2 separate regions of the Mus musculus genome follow, and region 1 is linked to region 2. The links are chromatin contacts, called in public Hi-C maps. All regions are on one chromosome and are shown on one strand. Each heading gives the region's core, a stretch centred on a gene start, on an enhancer-like site or on the middle of the called end of the contact. The rest is flanking DNA. Distances are from core to core; before and after follow the strand shown. Region 1 has its middle 130 kb from the start of 4930435F18Rik. Region 2 has its middle 330 kb from the start of Isl1.

Region 1 (7,274 bases), core at 1,758-4,257, 730 kb after region 2:
ATTATTGCCAAGATACACTTTTTAACACTAAGTGTCAGATATTATGTTCAGTCCTTTATATGCTTTATCTGATTTAATCCTTTAGTAGCTATAATGGAGATACTAATGTTTTTTCTAAATCCAGGTGCGTTCATCTCTGGAGCATTAAGACTGCAATAGTAAAAATTTCTAAAGTAAAACAGGAAGCTACTGCAGCTAGGAGAAGAAGGGTTTTCTGTGGAGACAGCTAAATAAATTTAGTAGTTCCTTTTACTGAGAACAGATAAGAGTTAACAGAATTAGAAACAAAGATAATAAAATAATGTATCATATGTGTTTCCCAAATAGCAGAATTCAGCATCAAGAGAACATGTAATTAAATTACATTCACCATTAAAAAAAGACATGATACATTACAGCGGTTGGTGTCAAACTTAATGCACTCAGGATTCGGTGGAGACCAAAACTGTAATTAATTCCAAGAATAGTTTGCATGAATTAATTTTTGATAGGAGATACAGAGAGGCGTGAGGCTTTAATTTGATCATTTAGAAAAGCATTTCTTAATATCTCCAAATTCTAGGCTCTGGGCACATAAAAGCAACGCTGCTGTCTTGACCTCTGAGCAGATAGCCAAGGTTATACCACTTCCATCATGTATTAGTATAACTGCCCTTTCTAGAAGCCTCCTCTTTGTCTCTAAGGACTGATTTTGCAGGACTGGAAAAAAATGGCTTCTTAACAAATCCAGATTTTCTCTGTCCCTCAGAGAAATTTAGGCCAAATTGTTCAAGACCAACTTTAAGAACTGATACCTACATTATGCATATAAAGTGGTAAAAAAAAATCCTCAAAGACCTAGCAAGAAATATTTTCACAGTTCAGGAGCTTCACAGAGAATTTAAGTGATAATCAGAATGTTGTTTCAGAAATGTGGAATCAAAATAGATTGGTCAGAAGTTTCCTTAGCCTGAATCTTTTCTTGCCAGTTAGTGATTGGATGGACATCGGAGATTGCTCCTTCTTGGGCAATCCTTCAGTCTGGTTACAATCATTGTCAATCCAAAAGACAATCAAAATGTCTCTTTGCTCTTTATCCAGGACTGTCATATACTGATCTGAAGTTAAATATTTGGAGTATAAAAGGCATTGCTTTTTCCAAACTCTGTTACTTGGCTTGAGTTCACTTCACAAAACCCAAAGAGTTTTCTGTTAATTTTTTTCTTTCCTTCCGTTTAAGAAAAAGGCTACAGCTTGGGTCAGCTATAATATTGGTCTGTCATGGAATTTATGATAATCTTAGGTAACGAATTGTGTTCAATTGTGAAGACAAGAGTAGCAAGAACACACCTTGAACCCATGGGGACAGCTGTACTCTGAAGTGAGGCCATCACCACACCGTTCTGTTGTTTACTTGTGTGTATGCTGCACTTAACATCTCAGATGACAGTAGTGATTACAGCTAAAAACTTAACGGGAAGAGACATCATATCTAAAAGTACCTGGAGAGGTAATAAAGAATGAACCACTTGCTCATGTTAACATGCAGCACATCCCCAGAAGAAAGCAAGTCACTTTTATAATTTCAAACAACCCCAGAGACATCTATCTGCTGAAACAGCCAAAACTCTTGACTTATTTTTGGTTGCTGAGTATGGGCAAATTGTAATATAATTGCCTTTAATTAAGGTTCTCTTCCAAGGTGGACAAGTGATCACCTAACTCAAATGGCTGATCCAAGATAGTATTGCCATGACTACCTGAATTTGACCTCCAATCACTTTCCAGTCATTTTGAGCTGCTTCTAATGTACAACTGTCAGTTTGTAGAATGAAATACACATATGTAAAAAAAAAAAAAAGTTAAAAAGAAAATGTTTGGACCAATCCCAACATCTCTTTTAAATTTGGGGGGGGGGTTTGTTTTGTTTTGTTTTGAATACTAATCAGGGAAATAATAGTGTCACCCACATCCTTAGGCTGTGTTGAGTCAGATATAATCACGTAAAGAAATCAATAAGCAAACCAGAGAAAGTTAATAAGGAACCTGAAACTATTAATGTCCACCATTCATATGAGGCAGGTAGGCATCCTATGGCCAGGGAAATCGAAGACAGGACTACACGGGACTACATGCTCTACGCATTCAGGTGTATTGGAAGTCCAGGACCGCTTGGTCCTGCCAAGAAGGATTCTACAATACCTGGAAGTCAAGATTAGACATTCAATAAACACCACCACAGCTTCAAACTATGACCTTTACAGAGTGCTAGGAAGGCAAGGCGGGAGTTTGGGGGGGGGGGTCTTTAATCAAAACCCTCAGAGGCCAGAATCTGTCACACTGATGTCCTCCTGGTGACTTAATGCTTGCTGACAGTTTCTGCATCAGGTGGATAGAAAGAAAAAAAAAAAAGTCCTGCCTTTCTTCCAGCAAAGGGCAATTGATCTAGGAACAAAGATCCTGAATCCTGGGCTGAAGAAATAGAACCTGATTTGGCAAACAAATGACATGTAAAACCAACATACACAGAGCGGCAAGTGACAAAGGAAATTGCAAATGGCTCTAAACACTGTTTTTCCATAGACCACAAAGAGAAACTGTGGTAGACAGGGGAGATGGAGCATAAAATTGGGCGGACTGATTCAGGGTTTGTTTTGATATTTCAAATCATTTATTTTTTTTTTAAAAAGTGTGTGTGTGTGTGTGTGTGTGTGTGTGTGTGTGTGTGTGTGTGTGTGTGTGTACGTGAGGGGAGGAGGGAAAAGACTCTAACGCGAAGGGGCTGTCGGCAGACGATGCACAAATGAAAGCGCGCTTTCTCAATTTCCAAAGCTCTAAATGTAGAGAAATGCGCAATTATCCTGGGACGAGGTGGAGAGCGCAGCCTCGGGAGTTAAAGGCAATCGGGTCTCTGTCGGAGAAAAGCTAGCGCTGGGACTGAACTTCCAGCGGCCGCCTGAGGTGAGCATCAGGAGGGAACCCGGCCTTGCAAGTCCGCCTCTGCACACTTTCCGAGCTGTGATCTCCAGCCGGGTCCCCGCAGGCGTCTAGGGAAAAGGCACTCAGCGGGGCGTCCGGGAACCCTAGGCTCACCCTTCCAGGTCCACTGAGCAACAGGCTGGCCAATAAAATTAAAGGATAGTAAGAACGTCTGGAGGAGGACAGAACCAGAATTCGCCCCTCAGTTCTGGGGTGTCGGGCACATTCAGGGTCCCCAGGATGGGACACGGGTCCTAGGGCGATGATGTCTCCTTTAAAGGCACTGTTTTGGGATGGCGAGGAAACGGAGGCTTAGACCCAGATCGGTTTATCCTGGAAGCCTCAGCATTCTTTTCCAGCCGCTGCCGGCTCTCCGGTATCCCGTCGAGGTCTGCGGGGCTTCTGGCTCCTGAGAGGCTCTCACCACTTTGGAGCAGCGCTCCCCGGCCTTGGTTGAGCCCTGAGGCCTCGGGACTGGCTTGTACTGCCCGCTCCGGAGTTGCTGCTCTAGACCTCATTCCTTTTCAAGCACTTGAATATATATATATATATATATATATTCTTTTTACCAACAGATTGGTTATTTATTTATTTATTTATTTATTTATTTATTTATTTATTAATAAAACTTATTCAACCTTTTAGAGGCAACATCGTTCCTTTCTTCGGTATGGTATCCGTGGATAATCAGATAATCTCATGCCTGCCTTTGTATTCTTGAAGCTTTAAACTCTGCAAATATTGATGTCGCTTCACTGAAAAGGCGTTTCGCAGTCCAATCCCAACCCCCTTAGACTTTACCCTTCATAGGCATGCAGCGAGAGGAGAGTTGGAGTCAGCCTGGGTTTTCTGATCCCACAATTAAACTGGAACAATTGTGTTTGGTTTAGAGTGACCAGTTTGTTCCGCTCTTGCAAGAGAAGTAATGTTTATTTTGTGATCCCTTTATGTTATTGTGCAGCCGAAGAAACTTCGTATTTTAAGCAAATGTATTGTTCCACAGCCTCGGGGGTGTGAGTTCCAGTCCTGAGCACTACTTTGTCTGCTCTTCTCTCTCCCGTATTTCATCTGTCCTAGGCACTCGATGCGATCTTTCCCCCCAACTGTTTGTCTCCAGTCCCTCCCAGTCCCTGCTCTGTTCTTTAATTTGTCTTGTGTTAGCTTTGGGTCAGCAAGTCTTTTGTGCTGGGTCCCTGGGCCTCACTCTGTGTGTGTGTGTGTGTGTGTGTGTGTGTGTGTGTGTGTGTGTGTTTCTTTTGTTACTTTCCACCCTAACACTGCAGAAATGAAACACACATGCCCTGTTGTCGCCTCATATTTTCAGATGTTTTTCACACTATTGTCCTCTCCAGTCCGTTGAAAGTGCAAAGTGGAAACACATGCACCCGAAAACATTTTTTTGAAAGGGGACAGCCCTAGGATGGAGTCTAACCTCCTGAATAAAGATAAGCAATAAATATAATATCAGATTTATAACGTGCATTGAACAATCTTGATTAGCACTAAGGTGAGCCTTGGTGAGCTTTTTATCATTTCCATGTGTCTGGACTACAAGAAGGAATCAATGGGGGGGGGGGAACCTCTATAAATCAGCGTTCATGTCAAGACAAATCAAAATAATGCCTCTATTATTTCAATCAATAAACCATTTTTATCCCCAGCATCTGATACACACACAGTGTGTGTGTGTCCATCTGTTTGTGTTTGGAACTGGCAGCTTTGCCTTAGACCAAAACAAACCTTTCAAGTCATGTCAATGAAATTAAAATGTTAAAAAGCAGAAATCAACGTACCCTCCTTCCACTCCTGTCTAGCCATTCCAGGCTCCCCCTTTAAAGCCCGGCTTTCCCAGATCAGTAAGAGATCCTTGAAAACTCTGCAGAGGACCTTTGGCTGAGAAGCAACTTAGAAAGGAGATTTCAAGAGAAAGCGAAAGCTCCCACCAGCAACAACCAGGGCTAGGGAAGCCTCCAAGGCTGGGGCTCCCATGCACGCCCAAGAACCGCCTACAGAGGTTGAAGGCAGGTTAGACTTGGGACCCTGGTTGGCTTCTGAAAAAAGCAAAATCGCCCTTTCTCATCAATGCCACCAAGATCCTTTCCAGCAGGTGTATGCGGCTGACTGGCTGGGTTATAATTGGGGCGAGGCTAGCTAGAGGAGAGAAGGAGGTGGAGGGAGAGAAAGGGGAATAGAGAGGGGAAGGGAAAAGGAGGAGAGAGACTGGCTGCCTGTCTGTAGCTTTGTTGGTTTCTGGCAGATTACAAGCCTTATTTCTGAAAATGTCTTGCCTGTAGGTCGGGCTTCTGCATGATCTTGTGCGACAGGGCCACAGCTCTTGAGAGGGGGAAGGAAAGTGGAGGAGAGATGATTTAGTACTGCAAAATAACCTGCGCATTGGGTATCCCCGCAGCCTCTTTGGTCATTTTTTGTTTCCATTTCTGCACACTGAAGAACAAAACCTCAATGCATTTTGTCGCTTAGGATTCGTTCTATTCTGTTCCGTCTGTCCTTCGTAAACATAATTCAACCACCGGGTTCGGAATCCATTCCTTTCCAGTGGAATGGGAAGACGAGAAGTCCTCCCATCCGGAGCCTCATACAGTGTTCTCAGGTCTGGCATGGTCTTTGTTTGGGTCCAACAAGCGCTTTACCCACCACACCATCAGTGCTCTAGACCAAAAAGCCCATCATTTGAGGAGGGAGTGGCTGTTCTGTTTAGTTTTTTGGTTTTTTGTTTTTTTAAACAAAACTCGGTACTTTTACAAACTAGATTACACAACTGCCGAGAGCACAGAGACCATAAAGGTTAATCTCTGAGATGAGATTATCGCCTACGAACTGTTTCCAAATAAACCCACGCAAGGAGGAGGGTGGGAAAAAAACGGGTCAGTAATCTGGATGCACAGGGGTTTGTTTTCTTCGCTTGTTTTTTTTTTATTATGAAAAGCTTGCTGGTTTTCTCTCCCAGTCTGCTCCTCCTTTCCTGCCTGTCAGTCTCTGTTTTGTACTGGGAAGGGGCGGGAGAGGGCGGAGGTGTGTGGGGGCTGGGGGGTGGGGGAGCGCTTAGGCTCCTGGAACCTCAAGGCCCTGGGATTTCAAGGAAAGAAAAATAACCAGGCTGAGAGATGCTGGTTCTCTGTTCATTTCTTTCTCTAATGCGTCTCTCCTCTGGGTCAGAGCGCTAATGACGACCTCGTTCCTACGATTTAGGACTCCGGTGCTTTCAAACAAAAGACTCCGGGCCTCCAGCTTTCTCGAGTCGGCGCCCCAAGCTCCCTTTTACCTTGGTCTTTTCCCTTCCTCCTGGTCTGTCCCGCTTCCCAAGCGAGTGAGTCCTCCAATCTGCAGTCCGGCTTTCCCCCCTCTCCCCTTCTGCCAGCTTCCCAGAGAGGATTTCGAACTCCATTATCTTACTATATGTCAAGCAAGCAAAAAGCCTCTTTCCCAGAGGTTTCCCCGCTCCACTTCAGGAGCCCAGGAATAAACCTAAAGACCCTGCACTTCACCTCAAGCATTCGGATTGGAGGACCATTAAGACCTTCCTTGGTTCACTGTTTCACACCTCAGTCTGCCCCACAAGCTAGCAAGGTTTCCTGAGATTTTATTCTTTGCATAACTCCATTTCTAAATATGCAAAGACTCACAAAAATACCGGATGTGTAATGGGGGAAAAAAGAACCCGAACTTTTCCTCCAGAAAAGTGATGGAGGTGAGGGGTGGGTGTGTAACCTGTATGCTCTCGGGGGTGGGGGGTGGGGGGGTGGGGGGTGGGGGGGAAGAGGGTGTCTGGAAGGGGGGAGAGACTGGTGAATCTGGGCGGCCCTGGAGACCAGCAACCAGTCTTAGGGTCCAAGGTGGGAGGGGATCAGGCCAGAGTGGGCCTGCTCCGCCCCTTCGCTAGGCTTCTTGGCTGGGTGCTTCCAATAGCCTGTGTTGAGCTCTGCTGCTCCTGGGGCAACCACCTGGACTCCTCTGAAGAGCTGAAGGCCAATCTTCCAGTTTCCCAACCTACTCTTTTTCTGGAAAGAAAGGCTCCGAACTACCTCTGTCCAGGCAGGGATGTGTTGATACTGAGCTACTTTAAAAGAGAAGCGGTGCTTGGGATGGCAGAGTTCAAAGAGAAATTCCGGAACACCTAGACTACAAGCACATCACACCCAGCCCTGCCTGGGGTTTGAGACCCCAGATCTTGATAAAGGAACCTGGTCCCAGGCTGCCAACATGGTCCTAAGAAATGCACAAAGAAAACACTGCTTTAAAGTCGAAGAACCCGTTCCTCATACCCGATTTCAGAAACTCCTCTGTAAATGTTCCCC
Region 2 (7,078 bases), core at 15-2,514:
GTCCAAGAAGAGTGAGATTGATCCCTGAAAAGCATCAAGGAGAAGATGGAAAACAGTGTGACCATGGTTCAGATTCTGATGAACAGAGTGAGAGACAGGGTGGGAGCTTATGGAACACTAGTCAACAGTTTAATGCTTAAAAAAAATGATTCTATAACTTGTGTAAAATTCCTCCAATGTAAATTAGAGCTTACTTATATTAGACTTAAAATAATTATGATATAGCCATGCATCTTAAATACATTGACTGCAGATGAGTTGTGACATTTAAACAAGGAATTTGAGTGTATCTTACGTTTAAAGTTATTTACATATAGGCATAGATTCAATCATATACATATTATAGGAGCCATATTAACCATTTTGACGCATATAACTTCGGTAAAGAAGAGACTATTCATTGTATTACTAATAAGATGAATTAGCAAGCTTGGCTGTATTTCGTCTTTAGAAAAGCATTGAAGTAGGAATTTATTGATGATAGCTCTATAAAGTCTTATCATCTGAATTTGACTAAATGCATCAATGAAGACTTCTTCTGTTATTAGCTGGCAAACATTTATGTCAATAAAAAATTACCTGCTCATGTCAGTTTTACTTTTTCCTCAACATCATTGGTCTAAATTGGAAAACACTATTGTGCTCAGTATTTCTGCTTGTTGATCTCTAAGTGAAAATTGTGTGGATTTCTTTCCTAAACTAAAGAGGAGAGAATGTATATTTGTTTTCCTTCTTCTTCTCACCTCTTTTTTTTAGGACAAGGTTATAGATAATAACCCAGACATATGCAATATTTAAATGTTTTCAAAAGATAGTCATATTTATATTATTTATGGATGCCACTGTCCATAGTGATTTAGAACTACATTAAAGTCGAACCAGGGAGGACATCATAAACAGCTCTTGTTTAAAGGGCATTGTGAAGGAGAGCCTTTAATCTGATTGATGAAATAAATGGAAAGTAATCTATCCTCTATTCAACAGCTTGTTGATGATATGAAAGAATTCCTACTCGAGCAAGCAAGGCTTTAAAGAGAAAGACCTCTTTCATCCTGTCAGCCTCTCATTTTTAGAAAAAAGTTAAGTTTTTCATCATGGTTCAGGGGAGTCCTTGTAAAACGTTCATTGAAAATTTAAGAGCAATTACAGTGTCAGACAGCGAGAAAAATTGCTTTTACTGAGTGAGAGTTCTCTGACAGATGCATTGTGGGAGAATTGATTCTTTCTAGGGGATAAGTGAATTGTCATTGTTAGGCTCTTCTCATGACATCTAGCTAGATGGCATCTGCTTTGTAACAGAAGATTTGAATCAGACAACTGTACTCAACACTAGACAGTGTCTAGATTAGTTCTGCAAAGAAATGAGGCTTTGCTCTGCATGGCATCCGCTGAGCTTTTAAAGATTACAGATGAGCAAGGGTTTCGGGAAAAAAAAAGTTAGAAAAATCAAAAACAAAGCTTTATAGCCACTTCAGAAAGCCTGGATGTTTAACCTGTAAGGAAGTCTGTCAAATCCTGTGGAAACCACATAGAGTAAAGATCAATAGGATGCCTACTGGCTCCATTAGCTTGGTGTAAAGGGGGGAGAGGGGACCTGCTCTTCCGCAAGAGAACCTACATTATTCCAGGGATTATGCGGGATCAGTTCACTTTGCAGTGGAGGAGAAGAAGAAGAGAAAGTGAATGAAGATTCTTGGTGGGCCAAGACTGGAGAGAAAGGGCTTGCCAGGTAATATAATTGGAGATGAGGAAGTGGCTGATTGACTGGGAGGTGTCGCTAATTAGATGTTCATTTGCATAGGCGAATGTGTCAGTGCTGATCTGGAATGAGGCATGAGAAAAGCGATTCAGAGAAAGAGATCCACAGAAACTGCTGTCACTCAAATCTGCTGCAAGCCCAGCTAACAGTTACTACTAGTGTGCTGTTTATGCCTTTTTGAGTGAAAGCAAGTACTTGCTTGGGAAAAACTTGCATTTTAATCAAGGAAATCACTCCAGGTCTCATAATCTTTACAGCTGTATGTACATTAACCAGAGAATTAGTGCTAAGCATGGTGTTAAGTACACAGCGGTGTACTTAATAATATTACTTGGTATTATAATTGGGAGAAATTTGTAATCAATATTGTAGAAAGATTAATTCATAATATGAAATTACTTTTCTTATTTCATATTTGGTGTTTAGCATAAATGTTGCGTTTGAAGGATCAGTGAATAATTTCAGTTTAAACAAGGAGGTTTGAACTGACACAGATATATTTTGTGCTGATGGAGCAGCACAAAAGTTTTGTGTTATTTAATAATTGTGTTTGAAATTTGCAATAAAAGCTATATACTTAAATATTAAACTCTTATATACTATTCTTTTTTAAAAAACGTAGTCTCAACTTTATTGACACAGGCAAAATATTAGCATTTTTTCTTTCACCCAATTTCTTATCTTATTTTTTTCGTGCAATTAAATGTCTTGAGAATGTTTAAGAGTGTACAATGCCAGCACACTCTTTGTAGGAAACCATGTGTTCCCAAAAGTGTGGGCTTTATCCTGATTCCTGCTACAAGCATCTTTATCATTGTTTATATGAATCCTCAAATGAATTGACAGTGATTCAGAAAGGTAAATTTGAATCGTGCCAATGGAGTGCAGATAAAATTAAACAACACATGAATCTCACTGCCTTCATTTCTGATATTTTTTCTTTTTGTATCCATACACGTTTGTTTCCCCCAGGTTAGCAAAAGTGCATTTAAGTACTTTACTAACAAAGGAGTTACTCCATGCGTCTCTGCCATAAGAAACAGTATATTACTTGGTGATTTTCAGGTGGGAAGAAAGTATAACCCATCCAGAGAGTTACAATTTAAAATGCTCTACATGATAAATATTACTATATTTATTAGTTTAAAAGAACTTTCTTGATTGTGGAGTATTGCAGCGCTATGATAACAGTGAGATTGATGCAGCTAAACTGAACGTTAAAAAGTGCAAAAATGCCACATCTTTCAGGTATTTGAAAGTTAATGGGCAAAGAAAATCAGGTCTTTTAGCACAGGGGCATGGCTGTTACTATTAGTGCAATGGGGTCTCTCTCTAATGGCTTATGGAACCACCTTTAAATAGTATTTTATAATGCATTATATAAAAAAAAAACTCAAAGTACCTAAATAGAGTTACTGTGTACAAACGCTTGTTTTTCATTTGTTAGTAAACACTGCAAAGTATTCTCAATTGCAAAGTAAAGACGTCTCATTTGAGACAGGGTGGGGAAAATGGTGTCATGTGATCTGAGCACACCTCAACAGTGTGAAATATGAAACAGTCGAGAGGCAGGTTCACTCGTTAATATCTGTGAGAAGAAGCATATGGATGGAATCATAAAATCTGTCTGACTAATGACCATAGAGACAAAGCAGGTTGTACAGTTGTAGTATGTTAAATAAAATCTAGATTAGAGTTCTATTTTACATGTAGGCTCATTTTACCTAAAATTCATTATTTCTGAATATATACATTTATATTTAACATTTAATGAGATAGAAATGTATTTATGTCATTATTAATATACATCTAAATATCCTTTCCCCTTCAAGGTCCACAGTAACATGAATAGAAGAAAAATATAAGCATATTCAAAAATGAGGTAATGATTTTAATAGCCATAACTATGTATTCAAGAACATGAGGGCCATCACCCCATAAAAAGAAGGCATCAGTCAGGTCTGGATATTAGAGTCTGGTCTATGCCTTGTGTCCTCCAATAGCTACCATTGCCATCAGAGCTGCTGCATCTTCCTCTCCTACAGTCACTACCACCAGTAACATTTATATGTGAGGGAGTTTATAAAAGATGCAAGGGAAACTAAGATGTCTAAGAAACGATTCCGGTGGCTATGGTGAATTCATGTTTATGAGAGAGATGAAAATCAGCGTGCGGTACTTACGTTCAGAAAGAAGGCTTTCCTTCCTCTCAAAGTCTGTCACCTGAGTGGAGCACTAAAAAAGGCATGTGAATGTGTTTGTGTGACTTTGCCATCTGTGGCACCGTGTGCTATCCAGTGAGACTCTGTGAAAGCCACAATATAGCAGGCTCTTTTCTTTCCATTATATGCAGAAGAATTACTTTAATCTTTTCCCTCTGTGAGGAAAGATAAACGCTATCTGCTGTATATACCTGATGAGACACTTATCTATTTTGATAATGAATGAATCCATTTTAAACACATGTTATACAATCCATCATTTGTGGTTCAAAAATGGATGACAGTATGATTATGTCTTCATAAGATAAGCAAATGTGTATATTTTTAGGTCCTCTGGCTTTTAAAACACCAGCAAAGTACAACTGTGCAAATTAGTCATTTTTTTCTAATGTTGACTTTAAATCTGGTAGCCTTTCTATCTTATGGAATTACATGTCACAGTTAATTTAAGGAGATTAAGTTACACTAGAGTGGAATATACTAATAATTTATCAAACTTTTATGTAATCATTTTTAAAACTATGTACCATAAAACATTTCCATGACCAGGGTTGCTGAAGATAGGCAAAAAATATTAACAGAACAATTTATTGGTCTGTAAATGAAGACCAGTGTTAAGAATGTGAGACACATAAGTTCCTAATGCACCATTCTCTCCACAAGTTTTAACAAAGAATTATCACCATCCACTTATCTAAGAACACAGCCATCCAAGCAAATAGAAGTAAAATTTCAAACTTAAAAAGCACAGAAAATGTTAACAGATAAGACAGTATTTGGTCCTGAAAATGTAGAAAGTTTAAAGATGTTTTTCATGCTCATTTAATTTAATATATTTTGAAGTGTATAGAAATGTGCATGCTCAGGTACTAAAAGCTTAGTAAGTATTTTCTTTACATATTAGCTAACTATCTCATATTAAGCGCTGTCCTTTCTGAAGGGCCCTTTCTGTGTCCATGAAGACAACACCACTCTGCTCATACATTTCCCTTTACCTGAAGATCTAGAGCTGTTAACAAGCAAAACTACAGAATATGAGCCTATGTCAAACTCAACTCCAGACATCAAAATCTCAACAGCTTTGATTTCACTATGCCTTCACAACTTTCACTTCTCCTCATCTTCTGTTTTACTGAATATTAAAAAAAAAAAAAATGAAATTGCATGGTCCCAAACATACTGCAGGACCAACTGACCATACCTAGTCACAGTGTGTCGGTTATCTAAACAGGTTGAACGAAGAGACAAAAAGGCAAAATACACCCGGGTTGCTAGTCAGCTTATAATAAAAATGGAAGTTGCAAAGACCTCTCATCAAAACATATTTTTTATGGGGAAGGGGAGAGAAGAAATCCCTTAAAACACTCAGAGAATAACTCAACACTTTTTTTTTCACTTTTTCTGTTGAACATCAATTCTCTGGTTTAATTTTTACCTAAAACAATGCATTCTTTCTCCTGGAATCCCTGGTCCCTATTTGACAATGAACCGGAAGATGATCAGAACAAAAATAGTTTAAACTTTGAGCTTTTTTTCACTCAAGTAGTTTTGTTATCATTCTGTGCTGGGACTGTATGCCACCATGGGGATTTGCCTTCTCAAAGTGACTAAAGAAATGGGAAGATAGAGGACTGCAACTGGAAACACTGGTGATAACAGGGTGTCTCCATGAGTTATATTTAAAGTCATGATGACACTAAATTGCTCCCTCAAAAATACATTGTTCTGTGTGACATGCCTTATACAGTATAAGATTGACAAATTATGTGTAAGACTGAGAATTTTGAATTAATCTTCTTTCAATGGAGACCTATTTAATTAATGACAGTCTCTACACTTAAAATGATACATAGTCTCACATTAGAGACTGTCAACTATGTTTACATGCTGATTCATAAAACCTGAGATTATTAAGAATCTCTCAGTCATTTTACAGTCCAGAATCAACCTCTAATTTCATAGTTTGATTAAAATTACATTAGAAGATGCTTCGTATTTTATTGTCAAATGAAAAAGCCTGTATCCAGAAACAAGTTACACCCATACAAATATTTTACAGACAAAAATTTCAAAGCATTATGCCATCATGGAGATGGCTTTAAACTTTTTTCTTAGAGAATCAAAACAAAAGTATTTCCTAGTTCTACAACCTACCATAGGAATATTGTTAAGGCGAATTTTGAAAAAGCTGACAAGCAAAGTTTAATTTGAGTATCAAGACTTTTATTAACACGTCTTCTCCACCTCCTTCTTCCTCCTTTCTCTTTATCACAAATTTAGCCCCAGTTTTAAAATACTTCATTTACCTTCATTTGTTCTCTCATCAAAAGCTATTTGCCTTATTTAATAGTTTCTGAGACTATTGCTTTAAGTTAACATATAGTGAAGGAATCAACATATTAATAAAGATAACGCATCCCCTTGAAAAACAGCAATTGGTGCTACCTGGAAGTCTTACCTGACAGAAACAGAACTTAAGTCAAGCAATCACATAAATTTTTAATTAAAGGCACGTCACAGCAAGGAACATGTACAAGGCTATGTCTGCCAAGAGGAGGAAGGACATATACTAAAGTAATGTCACAGTGTAACTATACTATAGCTCCTAAGTTTCATGCTTCACTCACCAAAATGCTGACTGGTGAAAATTGAGGCTCATAATGAATGAAATATCTTTACTTGGTCCATTGCCACGTTCGTTTGTGTTCAACAGATTTCACATTCTGCATTAAAGAAATAGTAAACATATTTCTATCACACACACACACACACACACACACACACACACACACACACGCTCGCGCGCGCTCGTTTCTTACTGTCTAATCTACAAATTCTGTCAGATTTCAAAAATTAGTCTTTCATAGTAACCTGAGTATTAATTACAAACAAAATTCAGAAATGATGAGATGACAGAGACTGGATTTCATAAATTATGATATTATTTGTATGGGATGCTGGAAAACCTTACCTTAGGAAGTGTATAGTTTAAAAACACAGAAGCTTCAACAAGCGGGAAAGTAATGAGAATTGTGGAATGAATAAGAGTTGAAACCCTTTAATGGCAGCACTGACTTCCACAACCATTATTTACTCT

Evidence for each region. A called contact is a pair of places that touch in the nucleus more often than the background predicts.
Region 1: a Hi-C map of the N1E-115 cell line shows a contact between it and region 2, with 12 times the contacts expected there. The contact joins two enhancer-like sites. A contact is called at or near these places in 3 of 484 Hi-C or Micro-C datasets (the N1E-115 cell line and cortical neurons), 2 of 115 datasets of contacts at active chromatin or transcription factors (embryonic forebrain and forebrain) and 1 of 9 other capture datasets (embryonic tail).

What each region holds. Positions count from the first base shown.
Region 1 is chr13:116,702,829-116,710,102 of GRCm38.p6, forward strand. No RefSeq gene overlaps it. Among named protein-coding and RNA genes, the nearest start is that of 4930435F18Rik, 130 kb to the right of the region's middle. Within about 2 kb of position 3,008, at least 37 of the 459 cell types and tissues checked have an H3K27ac peak or open chromatin away from gene starts, as enhancers often do. A contact at or near this core is called in the N1E-115 cell line, where this site is marked.
Region 2 is chr13:115,976,202-115,983,279 of GRCm38.p6, forward strand. No RefSeq gene overlaps it. Among named protein-coding and RNA genes, the nearest start is that of Isl1, 330 kb to the right of the region's middle. Within about 2 kb of position 1,265, at least 8 of the 459 cell types and tissues checked have an H3K27ac peak or open chromatin away from gene starts, as enhancers often do. A contact at or near this core is called in the N1E-115 cell line, where this site is marked.